Linked DNA regions of Zea mays: region 2 is linked to region 1. The links are chromatin contacts, called in public Hi-C maps. All regions are on one chromosome and are shown on one strand. The core of a region is the stretch at or near the end of the contact, and the rest is flanking DNA. Distances in the headings are between cores, read along the strand shown.

Region 1 (2,642 bases), core at 96-2,595:
CCTTATCTTTCCAGCCATATCAAGTCCATCGCAATCGGAATCCGGATGCATCCTGGGCGTCCATTTTAGTGCAGACTGGTCCTGGAACCCGAGATGGAGTCGCAGCCGAGTCGGACTTGATCTCCTTCCTGTTATGGCCGCCCTTGCTGCTCCTCCTCAACACCTTGGCCTTTGCCAAGTCCTTGCTGGTCCTCTCCAAGGTACCTAATCATCAAAACATCCATGGCCCCAAGCGTAAGCTCTGAAACACAATTGACTAGGGTAGAACATACCTGGAGATTTAGCTGTCGTGCACGAGATCGTGTTATCGGTCCATTCATTGTATATATAGAAGTGATGTCCTCATCACTTCCTTCCTCTGGGCCCTACTTGGGACGAAATCGGCCTTAGGCCTTCTCCATGTCTTTCCACCACTTGGCGGCTTCATCTCCTGGTTTAGTCTATCATATAACGCTGCCAGATCCACTCTTGCCTTTACGTTATCCTTTGACTTATCAGGAATGTCCATAATTGTTGCCCAAAGTGCCTCGACAACATTCTTTTTAGTGTGCATCACGTCAATGTTGTGTGGAAGGAGCAGGTCGTCATAATAGGGGAGCCGAGTCAAGCCCGACTCCCGACAAAAAGCACTCGGCAAAGAGCCGAGCACTCGGCAAAGCCACGGATTCCGGTAGTGTGTCATCTCACCTAGCTAAACATGTGATGTTATCTTTGTGGTTTATCCCTATCTTCATGTGTTAATTTGTTTCATCGCCCTTCCTATTATTATTTGATATACTATATCACTATACTATTGATAACTAATTAAGTTGTGATAACATAACAGCTCTCATTAATTACAATTTCTGTCTACCGGTTTTCTTATGAAATAAATAAATAATGATGCAGTAGGATACTCCTTTGTGTGGTCTATTATGTGCGCTTACAAATTAAAATCCTATACTTAATCTTAAGGAGTATCAATATTATCGAGTGTCTCTGTTAACGTGATTTGTTAGCTTTCTAGGTGGTCTCGATGATTGTTGGACACCTTGTGCAGATCCCAACATGTATCCTTAGCTAGGAGACATCCCTGGATATTTTGGGTGAAGAACTAGCAACAAAAACCGGCCCGGTTGGTGTCAAAACTCTTAAGACCTTGTTCGTTTGTCCAGGAATGGACTAAGAATCATTCCATCTGATCAAAACTTATATAAAATAGAGAAACAAACCGGTTAGGAATTGTTTCATGCCTCCGTTCCGGAAGAAATGAACGGCCCCTAAGGCTGATTTGGTGTCAAATTTGAATAACAAGATGATTCCTTCCCATAGATTCCCTCTATTTCCCTGATCACCAAATCGGCACTTAGGGTTTCGTTGGTTGCATCTAGATCAAAGATGATTAAAGGAGATAAAATTCCTCTTGATTAAAATTGAATATAAGTGGATTTAATCTCCCTCAATTGGCCTTATTGAGTTACCACGCCTTGGCATATAAATATATTAGTTGTCACCGCCCTACAAAGCACTTGCATACTGATGAGTGACATTAAGACACAGTATATATGTAAAGGAGTGATCGTGCTTTAGAGCATAGACACAGCAATCCACTCTGCTAACTCCTTTCGTCTCCGTACCATGGCGGCTATCGCTGAAGATCGTCAACCGCAGCATGGCGTCAACAGAGAAGCTGCGACGAAGGCGGTACACACGCAGTTACAGATGGAGCGTAGCGACGAAGGTGACAGCAGGAGTCAAGAGGAGGGCTCGTACTGCTACTGCCTGGTTAAAAGCGTGAGTCACCTGAGCCGCAATAACCGTGGCTTTACCACGCTGCCAGAGAGGTACGTCCTGCCGCCGTCCGACCGCCCCGACGACGACGGGCTCGGCAGGGTGAAGCTCCCCGTCGTCGACCTGGCGCGCCTGCGCGATCCCGCCTACCGTGCTTCCGAGCTGGACACGCTCGACGCCGCGTGCCGCAGCTCTGGATTCTTCCAGGCCAGTACACTGCACGCACAGGCCTGTCATCTTCTTGGGAGAGTTTGCATCCATACAGATCGACCTAAAATTAAAGCGCATGCATGCATCTGTATGTATGTACGTGTACAGGTGGTGAACCATGGGGTGGCGCCTGAGCTGGTCGAGGGGTTGCTGGACGTGGCGCGGCGGTTCTTCGAGCTTCCGCTAGTGGGGCGGGCACGGTACATGTCGCCGGATGTTCGAGCGCCGGTGAGGTACGGCACCAGCTTCAACCAGGCGAAGGATGCCGTGCTCTTCTGGCGTGACTTCCTCAAGTTAGCCTGCCAGCCGCTACACGCCGTCGTCGCCTCGTGGCCTGACGAACCTGCTGATCTCAGGTATATAAGGTCACAATAATGGTCTGCACCTACGTCAATCATGACTTCAGCATGCACATCCAAGAGCACACAGGACCACAAATTAATCCATCATTTGTGGACCAGAAACCTATGCGTACGTGATAATTGGTGGATTCATGTACGCAGCTGGATCGTATATTCTCGTGCATGCAGGGAAGTGGCAGCCAGGTACGCCATGGCGAACCAACAGTTGTTCATGCAGCTCATGGGGGCAGCACTGGAGGCTCTGGGCATCCCCTGCCACCGAAGCCAGGGTCTGCTACGGGAGCTGGAGGCGGGGTACTC
Region 2 (2,642 bases), core at 73-2,572, 280 kb after region 1:
CTTCTGCAAGCTTCGATGATGATGAAGCCCTCATAGCTTCGGAAATTGGCACAATATCTTGGAGTGCCTTTGAAGAAGTAGGAGTGATTAGCCTAGCAGTCGAATGGATTCTAGCCATCCAAGGGAATTATACCCGAAGATGCTTTTTGCCGAAGCTAGTTTCCGATGTGTCGGGGAATGAAAAGCTGAGGAGTGACAGAAATATTTGGCAACAGGTGGTTGCAGGTAGTAAATGTGACTCGCCTTCACCTGATCCAACACCTTCTCCCTGTCGGGTTGACCACGAGTCTGGATCCTTTTGTACCAAGGTGTCTGTTTCAATTTCTCCATAATGAGCTTTGGGAAGGTGTTTTCGAACTTTCGACGCAAGGCATCCCAATTATGTTTTTGCGATCTAAGCTCGTTATGAGAAAACAAACTCATTCCACAAGGGGCTACTGTTGGGGCCTATCTTACCGAAGGTCCTCAAAACATCTTATCTTCGGTGCAAACAAACGTGTTTCAGGCATGTAGCAAAAGACAGACGAAGACGGACTTCGGCCGAAGCAGCATGCAAAGATGTTTCGGTTGGACACACAAACGACGAAGGTGCAAACCACGAAGGTACAAGACGACTTTAGCATAGAAAAGGCAGCGTACATAAAACGATGCTTGGAGGAGAGATAAAAGAAGGGATAAGGTTTCAATCTTCTAAGTTGTGTTGCCTTGTTTTTGATATCTCTTAGTAATCAAAAGCAAGTGACCAACAACATGTTTGTATCGTTGATGTCAGGAATCTAGAAAATATGAGGTAGGAGATGATTCTGAATTGAATGGAGTGGATTGAGGGGACCAAAATCTTTTACTATTAAATTTTAAATAGTAAGATATTTTGGGTCTCCGAGGGCTAGTTTGGTGGACAGGGAAATAGATCCCCTACATTTTCGTTTTTCGTGTCCACCAAATGAGCCCTCAATCTCCTACATTACCCTTGTCTCAAACGAGTCCTTAGCGTTACTAAGTGGGTATTTGAGACTGCTTCAGGTTCTGGCTCAAGCGTGTAGCTGCAGTTTATAATGTGAAATTACACCGTTTAAAAAACATTTTAATCTAAATAATAAATAAAATAACTTATCTAAATATATTCTAAAGATTCACAACTACAACTCTTATATCACTAGAAATACAATTTTTCGTTGTTAAGGTCTACCTTGGCAACTCTAATTTTTTTAAAGAATTCTCATTTTAAGAGAAAATAAAGAAAAGATGAAAATTCTTTGACAAAAAAGGGTCGTGAAACAAAAGAAAACAAATAAAATCTTCCGGATCTGCCGGCCGATCCCGACCACTCGTTCCTCCCAACTCTTCTTTTGCTTGATCATTCCCATATATTTTTTGTCTTCTCCCGTGCCACCGCCTCGCCCTCGCCCCTCCTACCGCACCCGGAAGCTAGGTTTAGCCGCCGCCTTCTCCCTTTTCGCCGCGGCGGCCGCAAGAACCGACTTCTCCCCGGAGAAGCCCCAAGCAAGCGACCCCCGCTTCCTCTCCGCGCCAGATCTTTGTTTATGAGGTACGGATCGGCCATGGATCTTTGCTTCTGCTTCTCGTAGCACCGTGCCTAGCGGATCTGTAGAGCCTGTCGCGGCACTTCGATCGACCGCGAACCGGATTTTTGGTTCGGAGCTTTGGTGGTGGATTTCCGGTTCTTGGAAGTTAGGATTTTGACTGGATTCGGCGCGAGGGTCGGTTCGATGGGCTCCGGTTGATCGGAGCTTCTGTGGTGGATTTTGGGTTGTTGGAAGTTCGAGTTTTGAGTGGATTCTGCGCGAGGGTCGCTTCGATGGGGTCCTGGAGCTTAGGTAGTGGATTTTGGGTTGTTGGAAGGTAGGATTCTTAGTGGATTCGGCGTCAGGCTCGGCTGGATCGAGCTGATGGTATTGTAGCCGTCTAGGTTCCCGATGACTTAGCTTTAATGATTCGCGATGAGTAGAGCTTTTGGCTTTGGGAAATTATGGTCGCCCGCGATGAGTTGACCTTTTGGCTTTGGGTAAATTATGGTGGTTTGAGGCGTTACCAAGCTATTTTGCTAGTAGTGTTGGTTCCTCGATTCCTTGCAATAAGATCTGGCGAAGCTCCGTTCCTTCTGCATGACGATTACTTTTATTTTATTGATCTGACAAAGTGCTAGCCCTTCAAATACACGCATTCCAGTGGGTGCCTTGGAATAACATTCGATTTCTTCCTTAGGATTTGGAATGTTGAGTTGGGACTTCGGAGTATCATGTGGCTGTTTGATGTTACAGAATTTTTTCAGTTTGGTACAGAAAAATAAAACATTTTTAAAGCAGGTTTTTTTGATGAGCTCTGTTGTTGATCTTATGAGTCGACAAATGAATTGAATTAGTTTTGATAACAGTAGCATATAGTTGCTGTCATGATTTATTTCTAGTAAACAGTGTTTCTTTTAGGCAGTCCATGTGACAGGTTTTAACTTCTATCCTCTTCTTTCCTGTGCAGCTCGAAGGAGAAGCCCACTCTTGGGTAAGACTCTTGTGCTTATACGATTACTGAAATGTGACTATTTTCCATGTTGGTCTTAAACAAGTTGGACATTTTAATAATCATTTATGTTTGTTCAAATGTTACCAGGAGTCACTGATTTT

What was found. Hi-C and Micro-C count contacts between places; a contact is called where the count stands out from the background.
Region 2: a Hi-C map of tassel shows a contact between it and region 1, with 2.2 times the contacts expected there. The contact joins the promoter of LOC100194261 here to the promoter of LOC103655881 in region 1. A contact is called at or near these places in 4 of 25 Hi-C or Micro-C datasets (ear, endosperm, leaf and 1 more).

Annotation. Positions count from the first base shown.
Region 1 is chr4:210,052,796-210,055,437 of Zm-B73-REFERENCE-NAM-5.0, forward strand. LOC103655881 (flavanone 3-dioxygenase 2) reads left to right here and starts at 1,346. Exons shown (of 3, transcript XM_020552828.3): 1 at 1,346-2,336; 2 at 2,511-2,642. The coding sequence starts at 1,618.
Region 2 is chr4:210,328,323-210,330,964 of Zm-B73-REFERENCE-NAM-5.0, forward strand. It overlaps LOC100194261 (eukaryotic initiation factor 5C CG2922-PF), which reads left to right and starts at 1,323. Exons shown (of 8, transcript NM_001139300.2): 1 at 1,323-1,549; 2 at 2,497-2,520. The coding sequence starts at 1,545.